Linked DNA regions of Mus musculus: region 1 is linked to region 2. The links are chromatin contacts, called in public HiChIP or PLAC-seq maps. All regions are on one chromosome and are shown on one strand. Each heading gives the region's core, a stretch centred on a gene start, on an enhancer-like site or on the middle of the called end of the contact. The rest is flanking DNA. Distances are from core to core; before and after follow the strand shown. Region 1 overlaps Tbc1d1 (TBC1 domain family, member 1). Region 2 overlaps Rell1 (RELT-like 1).

Region 1 (4,838 bases), core at 560-3,059, 270 kb after region 2:
GTCACCCACACCACTTTTTTTCCATAAAAACTTAGAACTGTCTTATAAAATGTATATATAAACTTATAAATTTATGTATAATTTAGTCACCATAAATGTTTATGGGGAACAGAGGCATTACAGGTGGCCACAGTCCAGCCACATTCCCCGTCTGTGTCTCTACGACTTGGAGCAGAGATCAGCAAATATAGCATCTAACACAAAACACAACTGTAGCTGAAGCGATGTTTCCATGAGGGACTAGTGATCATTTTATCTGGCATCTAAAAATAAATATGCCGTCTACAGGGCATCTTGAAAATCTACCATCTGTTACACAATATCCATCAGCAATGGGAAAGAGGAGAGAGGGGAAGACACACACACACACACACACACACACACACACACACACACACACACACACACATTATAAATTTGAAGTTGGGTAGGGGAAGAAAGCTTGCTTCAGCAAACACATATTCATCTAGACAACCCATTTTTCTGAGCAAGCCACTTTCATCTTAGACTGATACCTTAGCTTGACAGAAACCTTGATGACCTTGGGCTGGAAATTTTTGTTTGTTTGTTTGTTTGTTTGTTTGTTTCTTGTGCCTTTCCCTCTGGGTTTAAGATTCTGCACTGTATTCCACCCCTCAGATGGGGCCGGATCCCACCACTGCCAGGCTGTTTGCTTATCGTTGCTGCTTCTGTGCAATGAGGTTTGCTGGACCTTCGCCACAGAGAAGCGTCCTATCTTTTGCACCTCTAAGGCTGCCCTCTCTGTAACACCTCAGGACTGGGGTTACTTCCACACCTCTACAGCCCAGCACGGCTGTTTGTCTCCTCTCTAGGACTCATATAGAGGAAAAATAAATGCAGAGAGTGAATTCCAATGCCATTTATAAAATAGAATGTGTCAATACGTTTTGAGGGTTGGGGATATAGTTCAGTGGTAGAAAACTTATCCCAACTTTTGGATAGCACTGAATTCAGTGTCCAGGACCAAGAACAAAAACATAGATACTTTCAAAGAGGCCAATTAGCAATCATTTCTGTTTGTAGCATAATGGGCTGGGCTACAGACAAGTGGCCTACAAACTAACTAACTAACTAACTAACTAACTCTCTCTCTCAATTTCCATTACATTTAGTTATTTATTGTAAGTTGTCTGTGTACGTGTGTGTGTGTGTGTGTGCATACATGTCACAGTATGTATGTAGAGGTCAGAGGACATGTTTGGGTATCAGTTCTCTCTTTCCATTACTGGCTCCCAGGGATCAAGGTTAGATCATCAGCCACATCAGCAATCGCCTTTCCCTTACTCTGAGCCATCTGGGTGGCCCACACATCAGTATGAAAAGCAAGGAGACTGACGTAAGACAGTCCAAAAATACATTAACTTGATACTTTCAATGCTGAGAACCGATAGTGGGTAAACATGTAAGGCTTTGTTTTCTGTAACTAAACCATATGGCTCCCTAAGGATGGAAAACTCTGTAGGTACAGCAAAAACACAGCAGTTAATTGCTTATAGTAGTCTCTAATCCAAGACAAGGTATGTCAAGGGCTGGTCCTTGTGTGATAGACTGCCAGCACTAAGTGTATCTGTAGTATGTTCAGACCAAATCCACGGTAAAGTTATATGACGTGATATGGATCAACTCTGCCAGAAGCACCTTGGATTCATTATGTGTTTGATTCTGAAAGAATTTTTAGCCATCACATATTAAGAAACTTCCTGTTTCTACCAAGTTGACTGTGACTTCCCCACCCACCCCCCTTTCAGTTTGCAACCCTCGATGAGGTTGCGACCCACAGCTTAGGCTGAGCTCTAGAAACCAGAACTGGACTCAATATTGTGCGAGTGGGAAGACACCCAGTGAAGCTGTCCCTTATAATTTGTCTTCAGTTCCAGCTTCCCCTTCTGTTTTCCCACGAGCAGAAGCAGCACGAGCCCTCTCTGAGTGTACCTACTTTAATCTTGGACTTCCAAGCCTTTGGAACTAAGTATGGGCTGAACAAACCTCTATTCATCTCTCAATGTAGCCATCTCAGGTATTCTGTCATGGCAACGGAAAGGGGGCTGAGGCAAGTTCCACTTCCAACAGATCCGAGGTGAATAGAGAGAGTTGAATAGAAGTCAGGGTGGATTATGTTTTATTTATTTATTTTTTTTAAAAAGGTGGCTTTATTAAAGGGCAGTAAGGAGTGAAATCAAAAGCCAGTTAGAAATTAGAAAACACTGTTCAACTGAGCTGTATGCCTTGGCTATTCTGCACTGTTCTTGAGAGGTTTGGAACATTCTGCAGGTCTGGTGGGTGGATGTTGCTTTTGTTGTATGGGTATGGGAAAAGGGGCTTAGGCATCAGGTAACTTGCCCAAATCTCACTGCCAGAGAAAGTGATGGTACTGAACTTCCCAGGCACGTCTGTCTGACTTCAGGTCTGGGCTCCTTGCAAGAGGTCATCCTGGCTCTCAGATCCTGTGCTAGGAGTGTAACGGTCATCCTAGCTCTCGGAGCGTGTCTTAAGTGTGTAAGTTCCTTATTGGAACAGTGGTCTGTACCATCATTGGCATTTTGTTTAAATACAAGTGGTCATGTTGCTCCATTCTACTTCAGCTTTCCGTGCTCGCTCAGTCCTCTCAAAAGGAGGCCCGCAGATTCTGAGAGCATGGTTTATTCCTGTAGACAAAACAGGAGACAGGAAATAGCAAAGGAGAAGGGGGGAAAGGCCAGGGTCAGGTCAGGATCTTCCCACGTCTTCTGTTCCCAGCTCATCAGGAGACAAATGAAGGCATGAAGGAAGTCCTAGAAGCTAGGGCGCAAACTTACTTTCTTGGGGCAGAGGAGAAAAAAGATCATAGCAGCTGGTAATACTTCTAGTTAAAGTATCAGTTGTCTTAAAATGATTGCTTAGTCAGTGTTGATAAACTTCCCTTTTCCTTCTCCTTCTCCTTTCATGCCAGGGCCTTGGATTCGGTTCGAGGCTTTGATGGAGACCTAGGTGGCACCTGGTGTCAATCTGAATCACCTGGGAGGCTCATAGGGGTTCCTGTGTAGTTGCTGAGTTCCATGACATAGTGAATTTCCTAAATTACAAGCTTGTTAGCATTGCGTGTTTGTGGGTTTTGCTGATACTGGTGAAAGTGGGTGGTGGTTAAGCCTCTGAAGGTGCTATTTCACAAGAAGCCATCTAGATGTAGCTAGAGACAAAATAGGTTGCATGTTCTGGGTTGCTTCTCTATGAAAGGATACTCAGAGCTAATCTCCAGAGACTATGCAAGTCTCATTGCTAGGATGCCCTACTGGCTCAGAGAGAAGATGTCAGCCTCTCTCCCCTGAAGACAAGTCCTAAGATGGCTGGGAACTTAAGTGCTTTGCCTGTGTCTCCCACTACCAAGAACCCACAGGGGCAGACACAGTGACTGTTCTGCCCACTGTCAGGTTGAAACACTCACCATTATCCTGGAACTGATTCTGTGGTGGGGTTTTCTAGACAAGTAACCTTTTGTCTCGGGTCAGCAGGTCAAAGGTGAGTGTCTACTGGGTGTGGGCATCTTCTTCCACCCATCCATGGCTCTTTACTAGGTGAAATAGATTTCCTCTGCAAATAAAGATGTCATATTGAAGAAATGCTAGGCCCCTCTTCTGAAAGAGTCATATATCTCAGAACTTAGGCCAAGTACCAATAGTCACATCTTGGGTGACAAGACGGGAAACATTTCTGGAATAAAACTCCCTCATCATAATCAGCCTTTTCCCATCAAATAGGTATGCAGTCTTGAACAGACTAACTGCTTCTAGCTGGCCTCTTGTATGTATGTATGTTTGTATGTATGTATGTATGAATGTATGTATGTATTCATTCACTCACTCACTTTACAACCCAATATCAGCCCTTCCTTTTCTCCCAGTACCCCGTCATGTAAGTCCTCCCCCCATCCCACCTTCTTCTCTTTTGAGAAGGGGAAACCCCCCATGGATGTTACCCCCCCTCCCCAAGTAATACCACCCTCACCCATAACATTGCTGCAGGACTAGATGCATCCTCTCCCATATATCTGGTCGCTTAGTGCTATAGTTGGGGATGCTTAAATATGTTTAAATGTTTGCAGTTTTAGTGCTTAAGTTTATAGTTTTTAACTGGATGTCTGGTACCCAGTAAATACATATATGTTTCTGTGAGAGGAGAAACGCAATAAATATTTGTTGGATAAACAAATTAACCAACCCCTCAGCTTTCCTCTTCACCACCTGTTTGTAGTTTTAGCTGTGTGAGAACTCCCCGGCTCTAATACCCTTTATTGTTTGGTTGTGAGGAGATTAATAACTATGGTATTATTTGGTTACATTATTACTATTTTCTTAGGATTATTATGAGGATGCTAAAAACCGGACCAACCAAGGGAATGCTTCAGAAATGACTAAAGTCCACTGATGGGTACATCTTGTCGTCAGCACAGTGTCACAGTTGTGCCTCTCTCAGGATCTTTAACATCTCCACGGTAGTCTCTAACCGTAATCATTTAACTTAACTGTGTTTTTAGCAATGGACAGGAACTCTTTCAATACCTTTTTGCATATGAAGCCTTAAGACCTGGGATATGAAAGCACTGAGCATACTTAGTTGAAATTCTGCATGTTTATTAGATGGCAGTGGTTTTTCTTTAAAGATTTATTTATTTTATGTATAAGAATATACTGTAGCTGCCTTCAGACACACCAGAAAAGGGCATCAGATCCTATTACAGATGGTTGTGAGCCACCATGTGGTTGCTGGGAATTGAACTCAGGACCTCTGGAAGAGCGGTCAGTGCTCTTAACTGCTGAGCCATCTCAGTAGCCTGATAGCTT
Region 2 (4,492 bases), core at 971-3,470:
GTCCACTCGGCCAGCACCTAGCCTGCATGTACAGAGTTGTGTGGTTTGCAAACAAGAATCACTTAATTCACTTAATTCATTAACTAGCATCATTCACTTAATCTCAACTGCAGTGCAATGGAAAAGTTGCAGGTGGTGGGAATTTACATTTGCGAGCCAGGCAATTCTCGAGATGTACTAAAGCACTGAACTTAAAAGCTCGGGCTGCCTGCTGGCTGGAACAGCTCAGCCACTTAGGAGCTCTCTCATCATTAGTGAGCAAAATGTAAATGTTCAATGCTTGGTGTCCTCATCCATAAAATGCCATCAGAGTGACTGTAGCTGAGACAGGGCATGGTGGTACACACCTGTCATCCCAGCACACACAAGACAGAGACAGAGGAGACAGCCCAAGGCCAGAGAGAGGCTGCCTTAAAACAAGCAAAGTACTGAGTGTACCCTTGATGGTTTGAAAACAGCCACTAGATTTTGGATGACAAAATCATGAACAAGGGGAGCCATCCTCTTCTCTCCTTAAAAAAAATCTCACCTGTGGGGCTGGAAACAATGGTTCAGCAGTTAAGGGCACTGACTGCTCTTCCAAAGGTCCTGAGTTCAATTCCCAGCAACCAATGGTGGCTCACAACCATCTGTAATGGGATCTGATACACTCTTCTGGTGTATGTCTGAAGACAGCTACAGTGTACTCATATAAATAATAAATAAATAAGAAGAATAAAAATCTCGCCTGTGATTTGTCAGAACAACACAACTCGTCGGGGGTTGGGATCTAGACCCCAGGCCTTAAGCAACTCACTTCCTACTTCCTGCATCTTTAGGCATTTGCTCTTGGCACCGGGCCACATGCTATAAGGAAGCCCAACCTGTTTATGTAAAGAGACCAGCAGCAGGCATCAACTTGCCAACCTGTAAACAAACTGGCTTGGAAGTAGATCCTAGAACCAGGAGATGCTGGGATGCTGAGTGGAGCAAAGATGAGCTGTCCAGATGAGCGACACTGAACTTTGAGGTAATCTTTTATGTAGCAATAGCCTAGCAAGCAGAAGTTCGAGCCCGTGAAGTCACTAAGAGATTAACTCTACTAACACTTACACAACAGAGAAAAGGAGCATTATCAGAGAAGTTCAGTGGCCATTGAGTATTCCCACCAACGCACAAACTAAAGCAGGAAGGAGATGGGAAACACTACAGAGGACCTCAAAATATAAAATAAAAAGATGGGTGGTGGTTGCAGCAGAGGACACATGCCAGTGAGTCCCAGGACAGCCAGGGCTATGCAGAGAAACCCTGTCTCAAAAAAAAAAAAAAAAAAAAAGAAAAAAAAAAGTGAACTAGAACTGTCATTTGATCCAAAAATCTTACAGGTGTGTTTATATCCAAAAGAGTAAGGACTTCGAGGATCTCTCTATCTGTGCAGCAGTCACAAAAGCCCTAGTAAGGAATTAATTTAAGTGCCGCACGATAGCCATAGGGATAAAGAGACTGCAGTGTGCATATATAACGGGCTACTGCTCGGCTCCAGAAAAGAAGAGAAGTGTCGCTAAATGATGGCATGGATGAGTCTCAAGGATGTCACACTAAGTCAGCCAAACACAGGACAAACATCATATAGCGTCACTTATATGAAATGTCTAAAATGTGCAGTCCCCACTTATCTGCAGGGGATTTACTCTAAAACACCCCCCAATGGATGTCTAAAAACACCAGGAGTACCCAGCCCCGTATCTACTATATGCACATACCTGTGATGATGCAGTGTAACTTTAAAATTGGGAATAATAGCTGCACAGAAGTCCCTAGTGGTAGTGTGTTTGAATGAGAATGTACCCCCGCACCACCACCACCCCCTCCCCGCCCCATACACTCATATATTTGAAAGCTTGGTCACTAGCGACTGGAACTGTTTGAAAGGCTTAGGATTAGAAAGTGTGGCTTTCTTAGAGGAAGTGTGTCACTGTAGGTCACCTGGCCCAGGCTCTGTCTCTGTCTCTCTCTCTCTTTCTGTCTCTCTCTCTCTTTCTGTCTCTCTCTGTGTCTCAGTCTGATGGCTGAGGTAGTTACTAGCAGGTTGGTAGCAAGCAGCATGGACACTCTGGACAAAGGGACGACTCACGTCCCAAGCAGACAGGAGCAGGGTTTCGCAGCGCTCGGCAGTAGGATGCGCAGCTAGATGGGTATGCATGTTTCGTTTCTGTAACTTTCCATTTCATATTTATGGAACACAGCTGATCATGGGTAACTAAAACCACAAAGAGCAAAGCTACAGAGGGACTGCTGTGGTCAGAGCCCTAGAAAGAGAAAGCAGAAGGGCGGGGAGGGGTGGGAGTGGCTGATATATGGAGAATCCAATGCACCGACTATATGAGATAAATAAATCCTGATAACAGGGTGTTGTGCAATTAATTTGGTGAGTGGAAGAACATATTAAGCATTCTTGCAGAGAAAGGAGGAGAGGGATGAAAGACAGGGGAGGGAGGGAGGGAGGGAGGAAGGGAGGGAGGGAGGGAGGGAGGGAGGGAGGGAGGGAGGGAGGGAGGGAACCACATAAAGAAAAGGTTAGGAGGAGATCCAAGAGGACCATGGGCAGATCACACTTCCCTAAACACAAGAGAAACCTTTCAGGGATCAATGTGAAATCTTTTTTTTTTCTTTTTCGTTTTTCGAGACAGAGTTTCTCTGTGTAGCCCTGGCTGTCCTGGAACTCACTTTGTAGACCTGGCTGGCCTTGAACTCAGAAATCCGCCTGCCTCTGCCTTCCAAGTGCTGGGATTAAAGGCGTGCACCACCACACCCAGCTGATGTGAAATCTTTTAACTCCCTCCTGCTGAATTCTACTCCAATTCTTGGTATTTTCTTTTTAAAAACTCCGAGTAAGTCAGGCATGATGACGTACGCCTTGGATCCCAATTGCAGAAGGCAGAAGCGGGTGAATCTCTGAATTCGAGGCCAGCCTGGTCTACAGAGCAAGTTCCAGGACAGCAAGGCCCACACAGGGAAACCCTGTCTGGAGAAACTAAAATATAAAGAACCATAAACATAAATAAAATAAAACCTAAAACTAAAATCAACTGAGGAAAGATGGAATAAAGGAAAACCCAACAAGGCACAGGGAAACTCTGGTGGCTGCAGACAGCAGGTCGCCACCCAGGTAAGGACCGGAGGGCTGAGCAGGCTTGGCTCTTTCCGAAAGACAGTTCTGAGGTGAAGGGAAGAAACTTCCCTCTGGAGTTTTTCTCTCTCTCAACAGAAAAAAAAGACAAAGTATCAGTTCCTCGAATGTGTCACTACAGCACAATGGTTAAAATTGGGTTATTTGTAGAAAAAGAATAGGTTACTTTGACTCGAGGTTCTGGAAGCAACAAGCCCAAGAACTGCTGCTGGCAGACTGTGGTGGGAAGCCGAGGGAAGGAGTGCAGGTGTAGCAAGCACCAGGGGCAGCCCTGCCTCACAGCAATATTAACCAATGCTCGACCATACCTAATGGATCTCCCTGAGCAAGAAGTGGCACAGGTTAGCCTTCCACCCACTCACAAGGGCTCAACTCCAATGCCATGAGGCCCACCTTTCCAAATCAGGAGTGTCAGTGACCTACTCAAACCACAGTAGTATCTCCTAATATATGAAAGGAAAGGGGGGAAAATATGGAGTGTTGCGCTTGAGACAGTTTCCACGTGGAAAACATGATCAAACACTTAAACTACAAGAGCTATTTCTTCCCGAGGCATCCTGAAGTTGGTGAAAGGAGCCAAGGAAACAGGTGTATGACATCCTCTAGTTTTCTACTGCTTAAGAAGCAACAGTATATATTAGGAATGGAGGTGGGGCAGAGGGACTTGAAGAGAGAGAGGGCTCAGCAGGGGAGCCAAGGATTGGGAAAAACTCATAAAGAGTATGAACAAGGGCACTCACCACATGGATATATATACATACATACATACATACATACATACATATATACGTGACTGTGTGTGTGTAGATACATACATACATACATACATACATACATACATACATACATATTGTGTATGTATATCCATGTATTCTGATCCACTAAGGGTATACAGTACAGGCTGCAAGGCCCAAGAAGATGTCAAGCAATTGGGGTGAAAAGGGAAAAGCAAGAAAGGGGACAGTTGATGGTGAGAGGCCTACAGGGGTGCAGAAAGCCTGACCATTTACCACTATTCTTACCTAAAACAACTACCACTTCAATATCGGCAATTCTGTGCCAGCACCATACTAAGCACCGAATGCCACTGCACAGTAAGTCCAGTTTATTAACATCACACAGAAGGTTACGATCCTCAACTTATAGATTGAGGCACAGGAAGGCGAGGGAAGATCCCAAGATCACACGGCTACTGAGGAAGTGGCGGTGCCAGGCCTGGACCAGTCAGAGCCCACCTGTTCCCGCGGGCTTCCTGCTACCCTCAGTGTCTGCATCAACAGAAGGCTCAGAGGGAGTTCCATCCAAAGGCAGCAGTCTCAGGTC

What was found. HiChIP or PLAC-seq counts read pairs in DNA pulled down with a chosen protein or histone mark.
Region 1: an H3K4me3 HiChIP or PLAC-seq map of bone marrow-derived macrophages shows a contact between it and region 2, with 4 times the contacts expected there. The contact joins two enhancer-like sites. A contact is called at or near these places in 3 of 115 datasets of contacts at active chromatin or transcription factors (bone marrow-derived macrophages, embryonic stem cells and pancreatic cancer cells) and 1 of 9 other capture datasets (adipose tissue).

What each region holds. Positions count from the first base shown.
Region 1 is chr5:64,209,697-64,214,534 of GRCm38.p6, forward strand. All of the region lies in intron 2 of Tbc1d1 (TBC1 domain family, member 1), which reads left to right. Among named protein-coding and RNA genes, the nearest start is that of Gm46913, 35 kb to the right of the region's middle. Within about 2 kb of position 1,810, at least 52 of the 459 cell types and tissues checked have an H3K27ac peak or open chromatin away from gene starts, as enhancers often do. A contact at or near this core is called in bone marrow-derived macrophages, where this site is marked.
Region 2 is chr5:63,941,256-63,945,747 of GRCm38.p6, forward strand. The region is part of intron 1 of Rell1 (RELT-like 1); the gene reads right to left. Among named protein-coding and RNA genes, the nearest start is that of Rell1, 25 kb to the right of the region's middle. Within about 2 kb of position 2,221, at least 53 of the 459 cell types and tissues checked have an H3K27ac peak or open chromatin away from gene starts, as enhancers often do. A contact at or near this core is called in bone marrow-derived macrophages, where this site is marked.